Regions from separate parts of the Sus scrofa genome. Here region 2 is linked to region 1. Evidence: chromatin contacts called from public Hi-C data. All regions are on one chromosome and are shown on one strand. Each heading gives the region's core, a stretch centred on a gene start, on an enhancer-like site or on the middle of the called end of the contact. The rest is flanking DNA. Distances are from core to core; before and after follow the strand shown. Region 1 overlaps RAD51B (DNA repair protein RAD51 homolog 2). Region 2 overlaps LOC110261623 (a long non-coding RNA gene).

The links. Hi-C and Micro-C count contacts between places; a contact is called where the count stands out from the background.
Region 2: a Hi-C map of omental adipose tissue shows a contact between it and region 1, with 1.7 times the contacts expected there. The contact joins two enhancer-like sites. A contact is called at or near these places in 7 of 47 Hi-C or Micro-C datasets (alveolar macrophages, embryonic fibroblasts, fetal skeletal muscle and 4 more) and 2 of 2 datasets of contacts at active chromatin or transcription factors (alveolar macrophages and skeletal muscle).

What each region holds. Positions count from the first base shown.
Region 1 is chr7:91,949,161-91,954,955 of Sscrofa11.1, forward strand. The region is part of intron 8 of RAD51B (DNA repair protein RAD51 homolog 2); the gene reads left to right. Among named protein-coding and RNA genes, the nearest start is that of RAD51B, 360 kb to the left of the region's middle. Within about 2 kb of position 2,606, at least 25 of the 83 cell types and tissues checked have an H3K27ac peak or open chromatin away from gene starts, as enhancers often do. A contact at or near this core is called in omental adipose tissue, where this site is marked.
Region 2 is chr7:92,343,839-92,349,633 of Sscrofa11.1, forward strand. LOC110261623 (a long non-coding RNA gene) reads right to left here. Exons shown (of 3, transcript XR_002345986.1): 1 at 4,741-5,795; 2 at 4,450-4,517; 3 at 1,916-3,523. Among named protein-coding and RNA genes, the nearest start is that of ZFP36L1, 150 kb to the right of the region's middle. Within about 2 kb of position 2,718, at least 14 of the 83 cell types and tissues checked have an H3K27ac peak or open chromatin away from gene starts, as enhancers often do. A contact at or near this core is called in omental adipose tissue, where this site is marked.

The DNA.
Region 1 (5,795 bases), core at 1,356-3,855:
CTGAGCTCCTCAAATGCAGTCAGGCTTGCTGACAACAAAGGAGGATGCACCCGATGATCGAAGGTCACGAGAAGGCACTCATGGGCTCTGCCGGCCCGCAGACATATTTTACTTAACGCTTCCAATAATGTCATTGAGAAAATATGAATTCAGCGTCAATATGAACAAATGGAGAGATAGCATCATTAAAGAAAAAAAAAAATCCAGCTTCTGACTTCTCTTGAAAATTGGAACATCTGGCAACATTGGGCTGCCTTCTTGCAGGTTGACGGTTGATTGGACACGCATGGCTGCTACTTGCATTAGAGTGGGTGTGCCTCTTCCATTTCCGAAGGTTCCCCCGCTGCTCCCTTCATTTAAGACTTGAAGCACCTCACTCAGGTGTTTCATGCCTCTGCCTCTGAAGGCTTTTCTTTGTAGACATCTACCAGCAAATTACTTAGAGAACTTACAAATTGGCATGATATTGTGAAAACATTTTTAGCATTTTTGTTGAGATATAATTCACTCACCATGAGGTTTACCCATTTAAAGTTGTATAATGAAGTATGTTTTTGTCTTAAGATTGTGCAACTATTGCCGCTATCAAATTTTAGAACTTTTGCATTCCCCAAAGAAATTCAATACCCATTGGCAGTCACTGCCTATTCCTTCCCCTGCCCCAAGCAATCACTGATCTACTGTCTGTCTCTGTGGCTTTGCATTGGTTCTACTTTTTAGCAGTCATAAATGATGGTGCTAATGAACATTTGTATACAAGTTTTTGCAAGGGCATATATGCTTTCATTTCTCTTGCGAATCTGCATAGGAGGAGCAACGTTGGGTCTTAGGTGAAGTCTATATTTTGACTTTTTGAGGAACTGCCACATTGTTTTCTAGTGTTTTCCATGTTACATTCTACCATCCATGTTTAAGGGCCTCAGTTTCTCCACCTCTTCACCAGCACTTTTTATTGTCCATCTTATAGCCATCCCAGGTGCTGTGAGGTGGTAGTTCATTGTGGGTTTGATTTTTTTTTTAAATCTTTTTACAAAATAGGATTTATTAATTTTTACAAGGAAACGTCGCTGATAGATCATGCGAACCCTTCCTCATCACTGGAACTCTCAGCTTGGGCTCAATCCTCGTAGTCAGACCACATCACAGATGGCAGCATTTCCCTGGATTATCAGGGTCTGTGGAGCTCGCATGGATGGGTTTAGTGCCTGTGGCAAGGAGGCTCCAGAGAGAGCTCTTGCCCCTTCCACCAGGTGAGGATGCAACGAGAAAAGGATCTTCACCAGACCCTGACCACACTAGCACCTGATCTTGGACTTCCCAGCCTCCAGAACTCTGAGAAATACATTTCTGTTACAAGCCACCTAGTTGATGGACTTCATTAAAGCAGCCCTAAGGGACAAAGACACTGACTTTCCAAGGGAAGAAGCAGTGGTCCTATTCCAGATTTGGGTTCCCCCTTTCCCCAAGAAGCTGTACTTCTCCACGGTCCTTTCTCCTCCCACTCCTTTTGTTTGTTTGTTTGTTTTGTTTTTGTTTTTTGCACTAAGTCCTAGGACTCTGGTGCCTGGCTTTGGTGTGTTTTCTTTCTTCAACTCATCACTCTCTTCTTTTGTTCACTGCCTTCTCCCTTCTCCCTCTCTTTTTCACCTCCACCCACCCGTCCCATCAGCTCACCCCAGTGGTACTGACGCAGTTCTAAGACTCTGGAGCCCCCTTTGTATCATCACCAGTCCCGAGAACTTCACATGGCCTCTCTGCCCAGCGTTATCTGATATAACTGTCAGATATTTCAACAATCTCATTTCAAAGCTCCCTCTCCCATTTTGGCCTTAAACATACTGACGAGGTTTTTACTTAAGAAAATGTGGCCACCCAAGCGTCATGCAATATCTGAGTAACAAAGTGAGAGAACCTAGGTTGGATGTGAAAAGGCTTCTTTAGCCACATTGTTCTGGTCCACAACGGTTCAGTCTTTACCTGGTCCAGCTAGAAGGCCCAAGTCTGACCATGAGCACATCCGCATAGGCATGTAGAGCCAAGAAATCTTTTCTCCAAGGGTGACACTGAAATTGTCCAGGAGCCCCCAGCCCCTCTTTATCAGCAGCAGCGGTGTTTATAGGGCACCCTTATTACCCGGGGTGTTATAGCTGCAATAATAAAGACGGCCTCGGATCTTTAGCTTCCTTCATCTCAGAACAGACCCCCCTGTGTATCTTGAGAGCCACAGCACAGGCCTATTCCGTCTGTAATGAGTGGGATGACTTAAAACAGCACCTTTCACCCCAGGATCTGGAAGCCTTTAAGAGCCTCACCTCCGCACTTCCATACACAAGCTCTTTAGGGAAGGACAGACAATAAACAGGAACTTCTGGGGCCTGTCCTGTCAGGGAGAACGGAGAGAAAAAAGATGGTGGTAGGCACCGTAAGCCTTTCTTTGGTGACTGAAGGCTCATGGGCGTATCCAGTGGCCTCTTCCTCCAGCACAGGTACAGTCAATGCTTTTCACTTACCTAATCTTCCCCTAGAAGTGCTTTACTCATCCAGTGCTAGGAAGGAATATGGTGATAAAAGGTGATTATTCTCTAACTAAAGCAGGGAAACTTGTTCCTTCTGGTGAGTCACTGGTTGAGTAAAGATAAAGTGTCCGGAGTACAAACGGCCTCTTGTTTGCACGGGGCCTGGCATTCGTTCATATCCCTGCTTCGTTTTCTTCTCAAGGAAACAGGCTCTGTTCCCATCCCCATCCCAGCTCCCTCGTAGGTGATGCCGGAACTCCCGACTCAAACCCACAGAAACTTGCCTCGATGTTTTCCTTTCTGCAGACTTCTAGAACTACTTTATATTTCTCCAACTTAAGCTGTTAGAGGAAGAAAGGTTCCTTTATCTTTTTTGTCGGCTAGGATGGGAAGCTGAGCAGGAAAAGGAAAAGAACTAGCATCTGCTTGGCCTCAGGCACTGTGCTGGTTGCTTTGTATATATTGTCTCATGGAACTAAAGTGTAAAGCCCAGTTCGTCTGTGACTCGTCTGCTGAGAAAAGCATTTCTGCTGAGCGTGCTGTCTTTGCCTGTTTGTCATTGGTTGTGTTGGCCAGTAGCTCTTTGTACGTGATTATGGCTTTAACTCCAGTACCCACCAGGACCTATTCTATGCCATCTTTTCTTTTAAAATGTGGCTCTGGTACATTAACAAACCCAAATTGCACATTCTTCAGTGTAAGCTGCTATTCAGGATCGAACTTAGCATTAAACGGCCTCCTTTTTCTCTTTTTTTTTTTTTTTAAAGCTCTTTTCTTCCTTTGTTGTGAGAAAAACATGTTTATGCTCTTTTTAAATTGTCTGTCATGATGTCATAATAAACTGTTTCATTTCATCATTTTGGCTCAATCATATAAATATAAGTTCCTCTTAAACTCTTTTTGTTCTCAGATTTTATTTTTAAAAAGCTTATAATTCTGCCTGCACTTCCCCTACCCCACCCCAGGCAGGCCAGCCCAAGTGTTTTTTTTCCCCCTGCCATTCAAAAGACCATTGCATGAGTCACCTACTCAGTTCTCTGTCCTCATGAATTCTGGAGTCCGATTGACTGAATTTGGACCCCACTCCCAAAACTTCCGAGCTGCACGACCTTGGGCACACACTGCCTCCATCTCCCTTTCTGACAACGCTCGCTCGTTGGCTTATTATCAGGATTAAGTGACTTGATGGTGTCTGCCCTGGTCCCAGGCTCCCCCTGCTTGGGTTCCACCCTGTACACAGCCGGCCGTCAGTTTTGTCTCAGCCTGGCCATACCTGGCCTCTGAAGCGTCTCTGCTTCCCTTCCCCCCACCGGACCTTGGCATCTGAGGACCTTCCAGACTAGTCCACACTGCCTTTTCCAGACCCATCTCTTATTAGTCCCCAGCATAAGCCCCCATCCCCCAGCCAGTCTGGACTAGGCATCCTTCCCTAAAGAGGTATTTGCTTTCTTCATGTTACGCTTGGCTTAGTCCATCCTGTTTGCCTAGGATGAGTTCCTTTTCTCATCTTTGCTCATCAAAAATCCCATCACCCTTCAAGATACCCTCCATAGCCACCCTAACTAGGGAGCGATTGGGTGTGGCCTCCAAACTCTGAACCCTGGATAATCTGTGCTTGGATGGCACTTGTCATGTGTGGCCTGGAGAATGAAGATCTTAGCATTTTTGTTTCCCCTTCTCAGTTGTAAGCCCCATGGAGGTAGGAAGTCCAGTGCTTCTTATGTTAGGACTTAATAAGTCTTTGTTGAACTGGTGAAGCTCCCTTTGTCACAATTTTGTCCTATCAGTTCGAATTTGATAGTTTCCTCTGCTGTTCAGAGGAAGAGGAAAGCAGAGTATACATGCAATCAGGGTTTGGCCTTACTTCATTAATATATACTTTCTGAGTATCTGGTGAATGTTAGAAACTGTGCTAATTGCTGGGGTTAAAAATAATAATAATAATAGCTGCAATTTACGGAGCCCATCCTGGGTGCTAGGCACTGTGCTACATAAGCACTCTTCAGATTACCTCACTTAATACTCATGATAACCTTAGTGAGAAAGATGTTTTCAGTGCATTATCATGTAAGCTGTAGGTCAGAGAGGTTAGTAACTTGCTCAAGGTCACCCAGCTAGTCATGAGTAGAGCCAGGATTTGAACCCAGGTTGTGTGCCCCCAAACCTGTGCTCTTAACCGGATAAATATGACAGTTCTATCTTTTGAGTTAGTAAGCGTCCAGGGATGAAGACTGTGGACGGGTCCACATCTTCTCCGCCGACTTTATAACACTGAACTTCTACCGCACCAGCCTTCCTGCTGTCGCTTCAGTGTGCTAGACTTGTTTCTGCCTCAGGACCCCTGCACCTGCAGCAGTCCAAACACCTGCCTAGAATGCTCTCACCCTGACCTTCACTGGTGTGTCTCATCACCTTCACTGGTGTGTCTCATCACTCAAGTCTTGGCTAGAAAGTCTTCTTCTGGAGAGACTCCCCTCAACTCCCCAGCTCATGTAGCAGTCCTCTTTCCCACCCCCTCCATGCACTCAATCACCCTGTTTTATTTTCTTCTGGATATTTATCGCTGTCTGAACTGATCACATGTTCACTTGTTCATGTATTTATGAACTGAAGAACTGAAGCCCAGCAAGAGTAGAGATTTACTTACCTCCAAATCCCTGGTATCTAGAACAGGACTTGCACATAATAGGTCCTTAGTAAATATGTGTTGTGTGTTGAATGAATGGATGAATTTTTGAGCAGCTGTCTCGGGTTGGGTTCTGTAAAAGCAGACACTGCCATAGACTTTGGGGGTGTAAGATGTTGTAGGGAATCAGCACTTGTTAAAGGAAGGGAAAGGGGCAGGATTGAGGAGAGGGAGGAACTGATCTGTGATACAGATCCAACAGAGCTTCAGCCAACCCAATGGCAAGTTTTAGAGTGAATTAAAAAAAAAAAAAAATCCTTGGAGTTCCCATCATGGCTCAGTGGTTAACGAATCCGACTAGGAACCATGAGTTTGCGGGTTCTATCCCTGTCCTCGCTCAGTGGGTTAAGGATCCGGTGTTGCCATGAACTGTGGTGTAGGTCGCAGATGTAGCTCAGATCCTGCATGGCTGTGGCTGTGGTGTAGGCCGGCGGCTACAGCTCTGATTCGACCCCTAGCCTGGGAACCTCTATATACTGTGGGAGTGGCCCTAGAAATGGCAAAAACACCAAAAAAAAAAAACCTCTAGACTGACAATAAACTAGCATTACGATTAAAAGTCAGGTTTACTCTAGACCTAGCTGTGGCCTTTA
Region 2 (5,795 bases), core at 1,468-3,967, 390 kb after region 1:
GCCAGGCCACCCCAGTCGTTGGTCATCATTGGTGGGTCCCCCATAAGTGGACCCCCAACCCTGTTCCAATCATGTGAGGAGGGGAGATGAGTCATGTGTGTAGAACATGGCTGTTTAGGGCAGATTTCCTCAGATAGGCATGTGGGCAAACTGGCTGTGAGAAGCATCTTCAGCTCTTCAGCAAAGGGACCAATTGTCTTTTTTTTTTTTTTTTTTCCGCTTTTTAGGGCTACACCTATAGTATATGGAAGTTCCCAGCTTTGGGATCAAATCAGAGCTGCAGTTGCCAGCCTACATCACAGACACAGCAAAGTGGGATCCAAGCCACGTCTGAGACCTATACCGTAGCTCATGACTACACCAGATCCTTAACCCATGGAACAAGGCTAGAGATTGAACCTTCATCCTCATGGATCCTAGTTGGGGTCATAACTCCCCGAGCCACAGCAGGAACTCCCACCAACTGTCTTTTAATCTGACACTGAAATGAAAATAAAATAAGTCTGATCCTGAGCTCTTCTACGGAAGAAAAATGTAATCGCACCACTCAGGACAGTCTTTGAAATTATCTGGGACTCCTCCTGCCTCAAGGTGCTTTGACACAGGGCTCCCTGGAGGTGGTAGCCTGACCCACAGGGCCTCTGAGAGTCTCCTTTGGCCTGTTGGCCTGGAAGAATAGAAGGTCACTACCCCTGGTGGAGCCTAATTTCACCATCAAGCTTGGCTGATGGGAGATTAGCTATTTGAAGACTTTCCGGTATCTTCGGATTAAGCGGTAACCAGAAGATACCAGAAACCATCCAAGGACTTTAAGGACTTCCCTGGTTGGCTTGGCCTGTTTGCATCTATTCTGAATATCCAGTTTCTACCCAGAACCAATACCCAACTCAATTCCTCTGAGTCACTATCCTCCCATTCTTTGTTACATGTGGCTCTTCTGCTCAGCATCCTGCCCAGAAACCCCCATCCTCTTCCAGCACATAGAAAATAAGACATTCATGAACAAGTGGGTTCATGGCCTTTTCTTCTGTGCTGGCTTTAATCACACTACCAGCCTCATGTAGATGCAGGCAAAAAACCCAACCTCAAATGCAAGGGCCTTGAGAACATAGGGTTCAAAGGAGAGTAAGGCTTCATCTACCCAAAACACAACTACCCAGACACCTCACTATCTAAAATCAGACCAGAATCTGGAGATGAGCCAAGTGACATCTAAGTGGCCAGAATTATCTGCATAGGCGCATATTGGTTTATTTAAAGCAGCATATAATTCAAAGCAACTGTCCCCAGAGGACTAGATGAACTCTTACCCTCTCAGAAAGACTGAATCCCGTAGGAATAGAAAAGGCTGAATTCCTCACTCCTATTCTATTTACTTTTTGTTTACACAGAATTTTAACGAGTTTGCATGTCTGGTTTCTTAACCCAGAACAGGCTAAAAGAAGTTAGGCCATGAGGTCACTACAGGTAAAGTGATACGCTCCCTGATAAAAAGAAAACCCAGGAACCTCTCCCAAAAGCACCGTGATAGGGCCACACATATCGCAAAGGTTTGGGACCTACTGGAAAAGCAGCACAGGGCCTAAAGTTTATAAAAATTACTCTAAACAGAACCACAATGTTCAATTAAAATCAGTATCTTCTATCTTAAACCCTGGGAAGTATGCGACTGTTTTCTAGAAAGATTGCCATCAAAAATTATTGCATTTTAAATGTGATGTTGCTGGGAGCTCCCATTGTGGCTCAGCGGGTTAAGAATCCAGCTAGGATTCATGAGGATGCGGGTTCGATCCCTGGCCTCACTCAGTGGGTTAAAGGATCCGGCATTGCTGTGAGCTGTGATGCAGATGTGGCTCAGATCCCGAGTTGCTGTGGCTGTGGCCATAGGTTGGCAGCTGCAGCTCTAATTCGACCCCTAACCTGGGAACTTCCCTATACCACAGGTGTGACCCTAAAAAGACCAAAAAAAAAAAAGTGATGTCGCAAACGGCAAACCTTTAGCCTGCTGGAAATCTCCACTATCCAGAATGATACAGTGCTTTCTAGATAACTGAGGTTTTACTATAGTTCCATTTGAACCCTCTAGACTTTTTCCTAAAGGACTGTAGGGCACCTCATCACCCAGGGAAATGATGTTACTTTGACGTATATGCTATTTCAGATAAAGCAGCAGGGGCTTAAGGAGGTTTTACTGTATTTGGTTTGCAGGCTCCGTTTGGCACCATCTCTTTAAAAGGCTGCCTGCCTTTGAACTAATCCTCTATTTATAATCCAGCTGGAGAAAGGCCTCAGCAATATATACAAATTCCTAGGATTTACAGAGGGCTGCTCATGTAGCTCTGAGCCCCCATGCAGAGCCCCTGCGTTGGCCCTCACTCTCCAGAAAACCCCCTGCCTCCTCATTGACACATCTCGGTGCCATGGCCTAGGGTCCCCTGGCACATCCGGGAATGCACCCATGTTATCAGTGGGGAGCACAGGACCCATCAGGGGACAAGGGCATGAGCTGGATTCGGCTCTGTAAACACCATGGCTCACACAGGACAATCCACACCGTTGAGATGCCCTTTCCTAAGGGCCACGCACTGAGGCTTTGGGCACTGCTCTCCCCATCAAGCCCCTCTTTGCTTATAACTCATTCCCTCCCCGCCAACTTCGCATTTTCCTTTTCCCCCCCTCGCACAAATTATTGCAAGTCATGGCAGTCTAAATATAGCCCCTGGTCTGTTTTCCAGATGCTGAGACCTTGACATTTTCCTGATGTCTCTCCAGAGGCCGCCTCGCTCTTGCTTTCCTTTCTCCTTCTTTCTCGCCTTTTTTTCCTCCCCGATACTCCTGCCCTCTGCCTCCCAGGCTCCTCTTGTCTTTCCTGCTTTTCCAGTTCAAAGGAAAGTTCTAGAAGCAAGGCCTGAACCTTGGACTGCCCTGTCCCTAGCTCTCCGACAGGGCCAGCAGGGGAGCAGAAATAGAACCAAAGGAAGAGGGAAGAAACAGGGACCTCTAGGCCCCTCAGCAATGAGCTCCTATGAGTTCTTGTCATCCCTTCATTTACTTGCTCCATCCTGGGAGCCACTGAACCCCCATCCTTCCCTTCACCCCCATGGGCTTCATTTTCTTGGGTCCTGGGTGCCAAAGAGTGGCTGGTCACTTCCTCCATTTAGAAATCACCTGTGGTACTGAAACATAGCCATTAGGACTTGCTTCAGCCATCATTTGCTTGAGGTTAAACAATGTCCATTCCTTTGCCTTTCTTCATCAGGCCTAGGCATCCAGAGCTTTAATCATTTGCACAGGTTCTGTCTGTACCATCTCCAAGTAGGCCATAGCCGGGTAGGCTGTGAAGCTGGGCCTTGAGTCCTCTGCCCTAATAAGGGTTGACTCCTGCTCTATGCGTGTATTGGAGGAATTCACTCGATACTGCTCCATCCCACGCCTCTGTCTAATCAAAAAGAGGTGCTACTGTGGAGATGTGTGTTCATGCCCAACCTGACATCCACTCCAATGGTATAATATCGGTCCTTTCCTGCAGTGAAACAAATTTTGATTCAAGTACATATTTTATTTCATCATTTTCAATAACCTTACTCACTATTAGTCAACTTTTTTCTTTTCTTTCTTTCTTTCTCTCTCTCTCTCTTTTTTTTTTTTTTCTTTTTTTGCTTTTGAGGGCTGCACCTGCAGCATATGGAAGTTCTCAGGCTAGGGGTTGAATAGGAGCTGCAGCTGCCAGCCTACACCACAGCAACAGCTATGTGGGATTCTTAACCCACTGTGAAGTCAGGGATCGAACCTGCCTCCTCATGGATACTAGTCAGATTCTTAACCTGCTGAGTCACAACAGGAAATCCCTAGTCAACTTTCTTAAAATCTAATTGTCAGTCTCAAAGTGACCCACGTGCTACAGATGGAGAGTATATAAAAGTATTAGTCTGTTCATTTATTTTTTTCAAAAAATAGTTATCAGACACTTCTTTAGGCCAAGCACTGCAGATAAAAAGATACAAATAAGAATTCACCTCAAGAGGGAGTTCCTATCGTGGCTCAGTGGTTAATGAACCTGACTGGTATCCATGGGGATGTGGGTTTGATCCCAGGCCTTGCTCAGTGGGTTAAGGATCTGGCGTTGCCTTGAGCTGTGGTGTAGGTCACAGATGCGGCTTAGATCCTGTGTTACTATGGCCGTGGTGTAGACCAGCAGCTACAGCTCCAATTAGACCCCTAGACTGGGAACCTCCTTATGCTGCGGGTGTGGGCCTTAAAAAGATAAAAGACCCCCCCCCCAAAAAAAAAGAATTCACCTCGAGAGACACACGTCCTGGTACAGAGCATCTCAACCTCCATACCATCAACATTTGGGGCTGGTTGACCCTTTGTTGTGGGGCTGTCCACTGCCTTGTAGGGTATTTAGCAGCATCTCTGGCCTCTACCCAGTGGTTGCCAGTAGCTTACCTCCCCAGAGTTGTGACGGTCAGCCATATCTCCAGACATTGCTAAGTGTCCCCTGGAGGCAATTGTCCCTGGAGGATAGACAAATATATAATTGATGGTTACAGTTCAAAGAAGTCTTACAACAGAGGCATGAATACGGGACTGTGCATGGAGTTAGAGAGCATCTGAGCTGAGTTCTAAAGGATGGATACAAGTTTTCTGGGTAGAGACAGTGTTAGGGGAAGCACAGCCTAGACAGAGGGCATGGCATGTGCAAAGGCACAGGGGCATCAGAGAACAGTTGGGAGGTACCTGGCCATGGCAGGTGTCTGAGTAGGCACGGGAGATGAATTGGGGCTGGCTGCAGCTTAGAAAGAGCCTTGTGTGGCTAAGAGTCTTGCACTGATCCTGGGGATAAGGGAAAACAAGGAGGTATTTAAGCTGGGCAGCATCATGAACAGATGCTTTTTTGGCACGGTGGGATGGTGAGGGGGAGAAGTTTGGTAATGGTTCAGGAAGAGATGATGTGAGCTTGCATTGAGGCAGCAGTGCTTGGGAAGGGAAGGAAGAGGCAGGGTTTGGGAGACGTTTCTGGGACAACATGCAGGACTCAGACACAGTGAACGGGGGACAAAGAGAGAGATTAGGGTTGGATGTGACTCCCATGCTTCAGAGTAGATGAGATCCATCTGCGTCCATTAAGGCCTTTTTCTATCCTGGAAACACTCTGGAGTTTGCACCGCGCCTGCCCAGCAGGGGAAGATGAGCCCTTGGAAATACATTTACATCAGGGAGTGTTTACATTAATCCTCCTTCCTCGCCTGCCTTTAGACCAGGCTCATGGGAGGCATCTGGTGGAAAGAACCCAACTTTTAGGAACTGGGTTAAGGAACTGAGCTTCTAGTTTTGTCCCCAGCAGCGCCTGGCAGTCAGGTGGCTCTGAGCCTCAGTCTGTCCATTTGTGATGGAAGGACGACGCCCCCCCCAGCCCCACCCCACCAGGATGTGGTGTAAAAAGGGCAGTTTCTGTGGGTGGTTTGGACCCCTGGAGGTACTTGGCACTTAATGCCTGCAGTTGGCCAGGCTCGTGAGTGGTTGTAATCAGGCCTGATGGAAAGGCCCCTGACTCCACCGCGGCCTTGAGCGGCTGCCAACTCCGTGACCGGCCTGCTTTGAGACTTGCCTGCAAATTCTTTTCTTCAGGGTGTCTGGTTCCTTTAAACAAGCTTCCCCAAACCTTCTTGGGCTCCAAGAAGCCCCTTTGGCTGTGCATCCCGCCATTCTTCATGGTCCCCCATCTCAGCTGGAAGCTGAGACAATCCCACTGTGTGGCTTTGTGCAAACCCTCCCCTGCAGCTCCCCTCCCT